Linked DNA regions of Xenopus laevis: region 2 is linked to region 1. Evidence: chromatin contacts called from public Hi-C data. All regions are on one chromosome and are shown on one strand. The core of a region is the stretch at or near the end of the contact, and the rest is flanking DNA. Distances in the headings are between cores, read along the strand shown.

The links. A called contact is a pair of places that touch in the nucleus more often than the background predicts.
Region 2: a Hi-C map of the XTC cell line shows a contact between it and region 1, with 3 times the contacts expected there. The contact joins the enhancer-like site here to the promoter of smarcd1.L in region 1. A contact is called at or near these places in 2 of 4 Hi-C or Micro-C datasets (the XL177 cell line and the XTC cell line).

What each region holds. Positions count from the first base shown.
Region 1 is chr2L:157,193,477-157,200,082 of Xenopus_laevis_v10.1, reverse strand. It overlaps smarcd1.L (SWI/SNF related, matrix associated, actin dependent regulator of chromatin, subfamily d, member 1 L homeolog), which reads right to left and starts at 2,417. Exons shown (of 13, transcript NM_001142786.1): 1 at 2,197-2,417; 2 at 53-237. The coding sequence starts at 2,352.
Region 2 is chr2L:157,257,442-157,264,047 of Xenopus_laevis_v10.1, reverse strand. No RefSeq gene overlaps it. Among protein-coding and RNA genes, the nearest start is that of cox14.L, 12 kb to the left of the region's middle. Within about 2 kb of position 3,792, at least 2 of the 7 cell types and tissues checked have an H3K27ac peak or open chromatin away from gene starts, as enhancers often do.

The sequences.
Region 1 (6,606 bases), core at 1,168-3,667:
TGTTTTTGTTTTGAGTGTGCAAACATGCAGATGAATTAAGTCAAGACATTACCTATGGTTCCTATTCTGAGCAGCCTGTTGCACCTGCTGTATTTGCTGAGGCGCAGGACGTTTCCGAGACTGGTCCATGCCTGACTGGGCTATGCCTGGCCGAGCAGCTGGACTTCCACCATAACCAGGGGGGCCCATCGCTGGTCCCTGAGGAGTCATTCGACTGCCAGGCAGCATACCGGGTCTCTGCACAGAATTAAAAAAAGACATATAAAATCAGGTTCAACTGACATCATTAGAGGGATACGGTCATGGGGAAAAATGTTAATTTAAACATGCGTCGGTTAATAGTGCTGATCCAGCAGAATTCTGCACTGAAATCCATTTCTCAGATTTTTTTATATTTAATTTTGAAATCTGACATGGGGCTAGACATATTGTCAATTTCCCAGCTGCCCCAGTCATGTGACTTGAGCTGATAAAGTTCAGTCACTTTTTACTGCTGTACTGCAAGTAACCCCTCCCCCCAGCAGCCTAACAGAACAATGGGAAGGTAACCAGATAACAGCTCCCTAACACAAGATGACAGCTGCCTGGTAGATCTAAGAACAACACTCAATAGTAAAAATCCAGGTCCCACTGCGACACATTCAGTTACATTGAGTGGGAGAAACAACAGCCTCCAAGAAAGCAGTTCCATTCACGGGTGGGATAAAAGGGATAACCAGGGGGGGGGGGTTTGGGGTGGGAGAGATAAAAGTGATAGCCTGGGGGGGATGGATATCATCTCTCCTTTGGGCGACTTATCTCCCTGAAAAGCCATCCTGCTGGCTAGAATCTAAATTTCCCGAAGTCGCCTCAAGACTTAATTTTCCCAAATCTTAGCTATAAGAGACAGCCACGGGAGGGATAAAAGAGACAGCCACGGGAGGGATAAAAGAGACAGCCACGGGAGGGATAAAAGAGACAGCCACGGCACGGAGGGATAAAAGAGACAGCCACGGGAGGGATAAAAGAGACAGCCACGGGAGGGATAAAAGAGACAGCCACGGGAGGGATAAAAGAGACAGCCACGGGAGGGATAAAAGAGACAGCCACGGGAGGGATAAAAGAGACAGCCACGGGAGGGATAAAAGAGATAGCACATGGGCAGATTTAGTCGTCTGGAGACTATTCTCCTCTTCTGAGGGGCGTCAACCCCCCCCCCCCAAACTGCCTTCCGCCTGCTATAATGAGAAAACTCCATCGCCAATGCACCCGCGGCGCTTCGATTTCCGAAGTTGCCTCACGAGGAAACTTTAGGAAACTTCGGAAATCGAAGCGCTACGAGTGCATTGGCGCTGGCGTTTTCTCATTATAGCAGGCGGAAGGCAGCTCAGGAGATTGACGCACCGCAGAAGAGGCAATTAGTCATCAGGCGACAATCTCCCCAAATCTGCCCGTGTGCTAAAGCCCTAAAAGAGGGATAAGAGAGTGTAGGCCAAATTTCAACACTTCTCAAATACAGGTTTATACAAAGTGGACATCATGCACAAAAAAATAAATAAATAAAAAGATACAGCAAAACCTCTTTTATACATAACCTGAGTAGCTTTCTCACTGTTTTAAGTAGAATAAATAAGTGACACTTTGGCTACAAAACATCAGTAGTCCACAGAATTGAGAGAATATTTAAAAGATTAACAAAAAATAATATTTCTGCCTTTCTGTTCTCAGGTTCCGATTCTTGAACCAATGTCACAAAGATGGGGGCTGCTAATGGGCCGGCTCCTAGTCCATTGTTTCAGGAGTCAGAACCCAGAGTGCAGAGAAAGTAATCAGATACGGACAAACAAATAACTGGAAATACATTTCATACGGAGTTTTTTTTAAACATTAAAGTTTCTTTTTAATAAGTAAAACCCAGTATTTGGGGGGAGGAAGGGGAGATATAGAAGTGAACATGATAAAGTGAATGTGAGCGGCCAGTTAGTATCCGCACCCCTCCCCCATTCCATCCTTTCAGGGAACATGAGCCAGTGATGTCCATCCAGCGTGCGGCCCCGGCTGCCCATAAACTACAGACATGGGTATAAGATGCTGCCAGGGAACATCCAACAGCTGGAAGGCGGCCGCTCGCATCCCTAGTTAGTTCCCACTCCGTTATCTCCCCTCCCCTTTATGGTGGCCTTCATAGACGCTACATCCCCCATCGCTTTCTCTTACCGGGTAAGCAGCTCCAGGCATTGGAGAACGGTAAATCCCCTGCCCGGGGGCGGGACCCATTCTCACTGCTGGGCCAGGGGTCCCGGGACCCAGTGCAGCCGCCGTTGAACCGGACCCCCCCGGGGTCAATGATTGGAATCCAGCCCGCGCCGCCATCGCTTTGCAACAATGGGGCCGGAACCGGAAGTACCGTGTCACAGAAGGTGGTAGAGGCGCCTAGTGTGGAATTGGTAAGCCGGCAACAGTGAAAAAGCGGAAACTCTTATCCGCCATTTTAGATGTGGCAACAACTCTGTTCCTATAGTGTTTGAGGTGGTGGAAGGTCACTGTGCCTGAAGCGGCCATTTTAGATTATGGTACATAGCAATATGACAGGACATACTTTGGTATGCACGTGCCGTATTCTTGATGGGCATCTGAAGCTGTCAACTATTAGTTTTCCACACTCAAATATGGCGTCGTTTTGCTTTGAATTAACAAAAAAGGCGGGCAATGGGGATGCCTCGTATATTTACAAAAATCATAAGGTTTCGCGGTGCTTTATAATGGCGTGACGTGGTTAATATGCATGAAACAAGAAGAATAAATACAAGGCTGCTATACGTTTGAGCGAGGTTCATGTTGTAACCGAACAGTTTACACGCTTTGAGGCTATAGCTGCGCAGTCTAATTAGTGGCTGCCATTTGCATTTCAGAGCAACTTCCAGTAGTTGTTGGCAGTGGTGTATCCAAGACCCCTGAATAAAAGACCCTTTTCATAAACATATATTGAAATGCGTGGGACAATTGCTTTCTTTAAGTATTGTGATATAGCTATTTCATTACTGAGGCTCTAAACCAGGGCAGCTGCAGGGGTCAGCGACCTTTACTAACAAAAAAGCCATTTTGCCCCCTCTTCCACTGAATAAAAATAGTCTGGAGCCGCAAAACATAACACAGCTTATATAAAATGTTTTAACCTCTCTTTAATTTTAACTGTTACAACAACAAAGAGAGGTGCAGTGTGTATGTGTAGCAATGTCATTTCTCCTACCGCACACCTGTAGTTCACCAATCCTGCAACTGGTGGTGCGTTTCTTCCGTTCACCCGGCCGGGTCCCTTAGCAACGTATGTGTATAGAAAACGGATCCGCACACATGCTGGTTAATGCAGTCGGGGATTATCCCCTTTTATTTAGCCACCAAACATTCCGGATCCGTTTCCTATACACATACGTGTGTATGTGTAGGCCTACTTTGAAATAAATTAAACACTGAATAGCCCTTTTAAATGCTAGTGTTCTCATCTGTTTAATGTGACTTCTGTTTCTGAAGCTCCATGTTGATCTTCCCTCTCTTGTCTTGAGTGTGTGACCGCGTTAACGACCATGATGAATCATCTTGCTGTGGCTCGGTCTTGCCTGTCACTCGTGGGACGTCTATACAGCCCTCGCACCTGCTGGCGGCTTCCTGAGTGTGCAACCACGGTAAGCTAACCGTTAGCTTATCGCGGTCGCAGACTCAAGAAGCCACCAGCAGGTGCGAGGGCTGTATAGACGATGTGATAGGCAAAGCTGCATGACCAAGCCGCAGGATGAAGAGCCACATGAGGCTCTGGAGCTGCGTGTTGCCTACCCCTGCTCTAAACATTGTAACATCATCCTCCATATCACACTGCAAGCTACTTGTAACAAAATGTATTCAAACTCCCATGTTTAATAAAGCGCCAAATCTGCCTTGTAATCAGGGTTGCCAGGTCTAAATTTCAAAACCAGCTACAAAACAAGCCCAAAACAAGCCCAGAAGCACTTCAAAAGTAGCCCAAAAATAGCACAATACGCACAGTGAAATAAAGGCTAAAAAATAAACGAAATATGTGAACATTTTCACTGTTTCGCATATTTTCCACGAAGCAAAATGGGACACAGTCGCCTGTCACCAGGCTCAGGGGTATAGGGGCGAGAATGCTTATGAGTGACGGGACAGGAGACTGGGGTACAGAGCACGAAATCTGGAAACTCCTGGCTTCTAAAAAAGTCAGTCCCATTGCATGCTGGGTTTTGTAGTCTTACATTAAACTTGAATTGTGAAACAAAAACTACATTACCCAACCTGTATTGGGAGACACAGGCTTGGCACATTAGGGCAAGAAAAAACTTTGGCTGGTTTCCAAAGTACAATCCAGTCAAAGGCCCAAAAAGTAGCCGTTTATGTCAACTTCGTAGTCTGCTATACACCAGAATTTTCTGTTTTTGAGACCATGGCAAAAGACAACATTAAAGGGATACTGTCATGGGAAAGCATATTTTTTTTCAAAACGCATCAGCTAATAGTGCTGTTCCAGCAGACTTCTGCGCTGAAATCTGTTTTTCAAAAGAGCAAACTGATTTTTTTATATTTAATTTTGAAACCTGACATGGGGCTAGACATATTGTCAGTTTCCAAGGAGCAACCAGTCATGTAACTTGTGCTCTGATAATTTAGAAATAAAAACTACACCATAACTACACCATAAAAATCATGACAGAATCCCCTTCACCTCTTCGGGCGAAATGCCTTCCCGCCGGCAAGAATGTGAATCACCAGCGAGATGGCATACGGATCACTTCGGTTTTCTGAAATTTCCTCGTGAGGCAACTTCTGAAAACAAAGCGATCCGAGTGCCACCCTGTCGACGATTAACATTCTTGCCGGTGGGAAAACATTTTAGGGAGATTAGTCGCGCGAAGTAGAGGACATTTGACGCTGGGTGACTAATCTCCCCTGAATCTTCGGGTTTGCCACCAACCTAATGAGTTCTATGTAAGAACTATCAATTCATTCATTGTATGTATAAAGTCATTATTAGAGATGTGCCACTGGGGCTTATTTATAAATACTGGGCAAATTTGACATGGGCATTACCTATAACAACCAATTAGCAATTGGCTTTTTTTCTGAACATCATACCTGTGATCTTGTCCTATTTTTCCTGGGGGTTCCCTGGTTTCGTCCCCCTTCACCTGGACTCCTGTCATGCTAAGGTGTTTCCCAGGATTTTTTTCAATTTCCCTGTGCCTGCATGTGGAGTGAGTATTAAGTTACTATTAAGGGCCTGTGACATTTGGGGCTCCCAATAGGCTCTGTACTTATATGTCCCCCCACCATTGGTAAGTTGACAGTGACATCTCTGGAAAATGAAAGCAAATTTGATTTGTTTCCATCAGGGCCGGATTTATACATAGGGCGCCCCAAATCCAGGCCTGGTTGGCATGCGTTACTTCCAGGTGCTGGTGGGTAGTGACTGTGATCATTAGCAAGGCATACCAGAATTGACCAAAATGCACCCACAAAATAATATTGTTTGCTTAACATCTCTGATTAACGGACATCCTTACAAACAACTTATGGTTAACAGAGCCATATTACTCAAAGTTCCCAGTCGTCTCTCAACAAACATAGACTCGTGCATGCTCAGTAGAGGAATGTTTTTAGAGTTTACACTAGCTGGCAGGACCAGAACTAGAGGTAGGCAGAAGAGGCACATGCCTAGGGCGCAGAGTTGAAGGGGCGCTGAGCATATACAAGTAGGGTTGCCACCTCTTTAAAATATTCTTACTGGCCAGTGGTGGCGGTGACAAACCAAGAGGTGGGGCAATGGTGTAAAGTTGCGGGATGATGATGGCAAGGGGCGGGGTGATGACATCACCAGACATCCGAGAGAGTCTTTGGGAAGGATGAAGAGTAAGAGATTGGTATGTTTTTACTGGATAAGTGGCTAAAGGGGATGGGTCGGGGGCAGGCCATGGGCTGCACTTTGGGGTATTACAAATATAACAGCAACTACATTGCCTGTAACTTTGTAATACCAGCCCGGCAGGTGTTTTGCTGTTTAGGCCGGTAAAATAGCGGCCGAGTGGCAACCCTATGGACAAGGGAGGCGTGAGGTGGTCAACTGGGTGCCTGACTGGCTTGGTCCTGCTCTGCTAGCTGGGAAAGGTAAGTAAAATGGCGGCATGTCCTGACTCGCTAGTCATTTTTCCACCATAAAAGTAGTACTGGCCCAGGGGGAAAAAAAACCTAAGCAACTGGAATTGCTAAGGTTTGTCAAACATAGTTCTACCCCTCCAGTGACTCTTCTCCTCTAAACTAATGGGCTAGGAAACAATAATACTGCTGTTTAATTGGCTCGAAATAACTGATTACAATGTAATAGAGACCTCTGGGGCAGCAAGTGATTCATAATAGTATAATCTCAGTAAAGTGCTGCAGAACATTTTCTCACTATACAAAGTAAGCATATCAATAGTAGTAATGCAGTGTGAGAAACTGGTTAAAAGTCCCAAAACCCAAAGCTTGCCAGTAGAGGGAGGTATGTTCACCTTCCATTTCTAACCTGCAGGCAACGGTATAATATTATTTGAATTTCCATGGTGCTAGTAATTCCTTGCA
Region 2 (6,606 bases), core at 2,543-5,042, 63 kb before region 1:
GTGGCAAAAACAATGTAAAACCTGTCCACACATCCTGACTTCAGACAAAATACCAATTCCGGACACATTAGAGGAGTACAGCATCCATGGTCACTACAAATGTTCTTCTTCCAATGTGGTGTACTTAATACAATGCACTAAATGCATATCAGGGGGACTGTATACAGGAGAGACTGGGCAAAGTCTGAGAAAGAGAAATACACACGACGATTCACTATAACCAATAAAAACTGGACACACCAATAGGAAATCATTTCAATGGCCCTAATCACTCCATAAAGGATTTAAGAATTTTGGTTCTTAAAGGTACACCCCTTCTTAAAAAAAAAAAACTACCCCCTACCCTACATAGACCCCCTCCCACTTCCCCCCAGCCTAGCTGCTACCTCAGGCAAATGCTCCTAACTGCCCCTAACTTTTTTTTTCGTGACTTTCGGCACATGCACAGTTGACAAAAACCCGAAGATTGCTCTAACTGCGCATGTACCGATACGGAAATTACTTCCTGATGAAGACCGAAGAGAAGAAGATGGCTGCCGTGAACTCCGATGCTGTGAAGTGGGAATTTGCCCGGGGTAGCAGCTAGGCTGGAGGGAGGAGGGAGGGGGGGTCAATGTTAGTTAGGGGGTATGAGTTTTTTTAATAAGGGGTTTACTTCTCCTTTAAGGGCAATTTTAAAACAGATAATGAAAGAAAAGTGTACAAACTAATGGAAACTTTAATTCTTTGGAGAAGGGATTAAACCTGGGCCTTGGATTTATGGCTAATTATGTGGATTAAGAAAGGACTGTGCCAGGTCAGAAATACCAACATGTGTGGATCTGGACTAAGAGATCATATGGAATTCCTTTTACTCCACACTTCAGTAATTCAGCCCTAATTTATATTCGACCTCTTTGACCCACAGTATCTTGTACCTTATCCCCTCCTAAATGACTTTGACACCTTACAAGCCGATTGATATTCCTTTTGTTGGTCATTTGACCTATGAGCTGAGTATTGGATATATAGTATATACCAGAGAACACTACAGCTTCAGTGTAATCAGCTTGAAAAAGGAAGTAAAATGTTCTGAAAGCTTGCTATGAGTATATTAGTTAGCCAATAAAGGTATCACCTTTATACCACTTTATTTTTTTATTTCAAAAGGGTTGCCCTGTAACATTTTTACTGGCTAACATGGTACAGCAACTTTACCTGCAATGGTAGGATTTAGAAATGGACTGATGCCATTTTACCAAAAATGTGCGTCTCCCATAGACTCCATTTTATTCAAATAATTAAAATTTATTTTTCTAATAAATTATTTATAATAATAAAACTATAATAATATTAATATTTATAATAATATTTATAATAATAAAACAGTACCTTGATTCAAACTAAGATATAATTAATCCTTATTGGAAGCAAAACTATCCTATTGGGTTTATTTAATGTTTACATGATTTTTCTAGTAGACTTTAGGTATGAAGATCCAAATTATGGAAAGATCTGTTGTCTGGAAAACCCCAGGTCCTGAGCATAGAAGAGTAGTAAGACAGTTTGGGGTCCCTTATGAGTTATAGGAAGACTGAACTTGATTGTTTTATGTCTTTATTCAGACTCTTTCTGTGTAACATTGCTCACAAAGGTTTATCTTTCTAAATTCTAAAATGAAGACCAGTATTAAGACACAAGACTTGTAGGGAATGAGTTAGATACACCTTTAAATCTTCCCCTGAATGAAAAGGTCAGTGGTGAGGTCCTGTGGCGCACCCTTATTTAGTAACAGCAGAGTAGCTTGATCTGGGTGCTATTCCTGCTATGTGCATACCATCCATCTTCAGAGGTGCAGCCATAGCACAGGGTGACAGAGAGCACAGAAGCCTATTGTACTTGCTTACAGCACAGAGAGTGAGTTCTATATAAGAGCAGGCAAATAGAGCTGTGTGCTGCATCTGGGGCCGGCTCAGCAGTCAGTGCCTGGGACTTAATGTCAATATGCAAGAGTGAAAGATGGGAGCTCTTGTTTAGCTGGAGAAAGGTTACCAGGGCAGTGACATTTAGCACAAACTACCTCCCAGCTCCCTGCTCACTCAGCAGATTAGGATCCTTAGGCCTGTGAGTTGGGGGTGGGAGCTCCAGTCAGTAGAAGGTCAGAGTCTTCACAGGCCCTCTGCCCAGTCTGATACATAACCAGCTGCATAAAGGGCATTGCATGCACAAATGGTACTGATACAGTTCCATATCACACAGTATAGAGATCATAGCAGGGCACCCACTGTACTGATTAAAGCTACACACGATGCATGATGCTAATACAGAGTGCTCCCCATCAGCAATGTTGTGACAACTGCAAATATCTATTAAAAAAAACTACCATCTTTCCTATTTGTTTGGAAGTGGTCAGGTGGCAGCAAAGTGTGGGCCTGCAGCTGTATATTGTATGTAAGGCATCTCAAGGGGCACAAGGGCTTCAGTACTACACCTGCATCTCATGCTGGAACATGGCCAGCCCAGAATTGCAAGGAAGCAAAAATGTTCCCCTTATGACCTGACGTCTGTTTGTCATTGTTCCATTGGTTTCAGCCCGGCCACTTGTCATTTGCTGCATCAGGAGTCACGGCGGGCATTTTGCTTGTCACTGTTTTCCACTTGCCACCCCCTTCTTCAACTTGAGTGCAATGAATAGGGCTGGTGCTGAACATCCTTTTTGCTTATTGTTTTAATCACGAAAATTTCTTGAACAGGGAAATTAAAACCACCCATGTTTGGCGCTTGCTCCATCACCCTTTGTTGTAACTGTTTTGTTAGAAGGGGGAGTATCTGTGCACTGGGAATCAAATTATCTACCTCACATGGACCAAACATAAACTAATTAGAACCTGGCAGGCGAAATACCTCTACAATTAGGGACAGCAGTGCTTATTGTCTCTGCACTTAAAACAGGGTCTTTATATATTAGGGATGCACCGAATCCAGGATTCTGACTTTTTCAGCAGGATTTGGATTCGGCCAAATCCTTTTGCATGGCCGACCAAATCCTAATTTGCATATGCAAATTAGGGATGGGAGGGAAATCATCTGAAGTAAAAAAAAAATTCTCCACCCTAATTTGCATATGCAAATTAGGATTCGGTTCGGCATTCGCCCAAATCTTTTGCGAAGGATTCAGGGGTTCGGCTGAATCCAAAATAGTGGATTCGGTGCATCCCTATTATATATATATATATATATATATATATATATATATATATATATATATATATATATATATATATATATATATAATACACAAAAGCCATGAATATTTTGTAAATTATATCCTTATAAACGGTGAGTGGTGATGTCATCAGTTATAAACGGTGAGTAGTGATGTCATTTTTGTCACATGACTCACTAAAAGTTGTGTATTACAATAAATAAAGTACCCCTTTGGCCTCGTTCTTTTATATGGTCATGGAACTTCTCTGTGACTTACTGTATAATATCCCTATATTTTACAATAGGGGGTACTTTATTCACTATGTATATATATATATATATATGGCCGTCAGCATGTGCAAAGCACGTTTTAACAATTTAACAATTTATATTCAGTGGAGCACATAGAATGTACAAACTTGTAATAGAGATGCCATGAGCAATGATAATGTTATGGTGCTGAGATGAGAGCAGCCTACAACTGTGCTTCTGTATTATATTCCTCCTGTTGTATTGTAATGGCTCCCCATTTGGATGATGTAGCAGTTGTAAGGCATTTGCTTTATCATGTGGGACTGGGACATGTCTGGCTTGTTATGCTGACTCAGGCCTCACTGCATTCATGCTGACTCTTTCCTACTCATACTACTGTATATCAGCAGGAATTCTCCAGGCTCTTGCTGCATATTCACTAATAGCCTTCAGTTCCTGAAAAAGGGTGGGGGGGGGGGGGTTGCAGTTCCAAAATGTGGTTTGTAGGAAATTGGAGATAAAGTAGAGTGAAATGGTTGTTTATGGCAGGGAAAGAGGAGCTTCTTTTTTCTACATAAAAAAAGTGTTTCTTTGTTTTCATTTATTTTTTTGTGGTTTTTGAATTATTTAGCTTTTTTCATTCAGCAGCTCACCAGTTTAGAATTTCAGCAGTTCTCTGGTTGCTATGGTCCAGTTTACCCTAGCAACCGGGAAGTGGTGTGATTGCGACACTGGAGGTATCTGATTAGAATGACAAATAAAAGTAACAATATAATAACATTGTAGCTTCACAAGCCTCCTGATACTTTTTGTTCACTTCCGGGAACAATGAAAGTAGAAAGACGTAGAAGAAAACAGTGAATAATGAGAAAATCGTAAAAAATAAAAAATGAAGACCAATTGAAAAGTCACTAATAGTAGGGCATTCTATAACATAGTAAAAGTGAACTCAAAGGAGAGCAACTACTTTAACACAAGGGAAATTATGTTAATTTCACCAAAACTCCAGCCTACCAGATAAGGACCTCAGTTATTTCATGAGGGGTCTCCCTAAGTGAGGCGGGAAATGAAATTTCATGTTCATGTATGACAGTTGAGCTCCGTTGGTGTTTCTTGCCCCAGTCTGACTTGACTTTATCCAGTGTGAGAGGTCAGTGTGAGTCCAGGTGTCGCTGGGAGATATACATGTCTAACTGTGTGTGGGGAGGATGGGAGGGTTGAGGGCAAAGTTCAGCTTCATGTGTGATTAGTAATGGTGGGGGAGGGTCTGGTGATTTTTTTTGTTCTCACAGATTAAAGGTTGCTGAAATAAATCACTTTTTGGGCAGTTTAGTGAATTCCCGTCTGATCTTCAGCCAAAAAACAAAGTGAAGCAACACATTCCTGCACTCACATTATTAATTCATAAATTGCTCTGACACGTGTATTGCACTGACACAAATACATATTGGGCTGAAAGTTTAACATATGGGCCTTTGGGACATTATATAAGGATGGCTCTTAGGAGGTACCAAGTGGACCACTCATAGTGAGAAGGCCTCTACCAGCTAGGGTTATTTACTGTATATAGGGGTGCCACCTGGACGGTATTTTACTCGCCTGGCTGGTAAAACTGATTCCAATGTTATTAATAGGGAAAAAAGTTAAATACATAGGAAGGCCGGTATTTTTTTTCCAGAAAAGGTGGCAACCCTAACTGTATAGTTACATGGGGCCAGGTCCAGACTGGGATATAAAAAAGGCCAGGGTATATCAAGTACAGAGAGGCCCAAACAGCTCCAGCAGGCCAATAAATAGTCACTGTGGCATCTTACAGCAGTCGCTGTATGCCAGAATCCACAGATTCCCAGTTCCCCATGGGGCCCCAAGATGGTGGCCTTGATACTTACCCAAATGAAAAACTGCAGTTCAACTACTTTAAAGGTCATAGGGCTCATCTACAATTGCTAAGTGCAATTATAGTGCAGAGTTTCACCCAGTAAAATGCCATTCACAGCATGTCTCATTTATTCTGGTATTGTGCACCAATTTGCCGGTTACCCTGGGTGCATGGAGACAGCAACGAGTCCGGACTAAGAATTAAAACAGGCATTTCAGGTACACAAAGGCCCAATCAGCCCACACAGAGGCCCAAACAGCCCCCACCAGCCCACTAAATACTGACTTTCTATGGCACCTTATAGCAGCCCTGGCATTTGCCAGAACCCACAGATTGCCAGTCCGGGCCTGGCAGCAACTCTTCTGCCTGGGAGCCCAATAATCAGTAACTATGGAGGAAGCAGAACCCCCAGTTACAGGGGAGCCCATGAGTGACCCACAACACACATTAAATCCTGGGTCATCAGCAATTTTTTCCATGTTGCAGATGACCTATGATTTTGCCCGGGTAAAAAAATTGTGGGGGGCCTGGGTCCCCAAAGTCACATCACTACCAGTAATTAACATTTGCTTTGTCAGAGAAGTTGAGGATGAAACTTTAGAAGGTTCATTATAAGGCCTGCCGGATCTGTTAGGAAACTATAGAGCAGGGCCCTGAGGGATTCCATGGGTCAAGCGGTGATACTGAGTCCCTGCACATAGCTGGTCACATGTCAGGCTAATAATGAGTTTCACACACTAACTGTAACCTCTCATCTAAAGGGAGCCATTCTTCTGCTTCTTCCAGAGATGGCTGTTGCAATTTCTTCTGCTTGCACAACTTATGACACAAGAGAAGCTGCTTAACCTCTCTCTTTGTAAAGGGGAAAGTTCACAGTGACCTCATACAGAATTGGCATCCTCTGATCGGTAGGGTAAGGGGCACCCACTGACATTAAGAAATACTGTGAAACTGCAATGAAAGTTGCACCAGGTCCAGCAATCGAGCAAAGGCACAGCCGATACAAACATGACAAGTGGTAAATAATTAGATCCACTGTGTGTGGAAGTGATGTAGTCTCATGGCAGCAATATGATTAGACATGTAAGTCTAATGTCACACAGGGGCTGATCTTGGCCTGTGTAAAAAAGAAGAAAGTAGCTGCCAGCGTAGGGGCTGATTGTCGGCTGGCTTTTTCATACAGGTTGAGATCACCCTCCCCCATGGCATTAGCCTAAACCCCCAGTTAATGAAAATATCAGCACTTGTTAAGAATTAGCTATTTACACCAGGGGCCTGGGAATATTTAG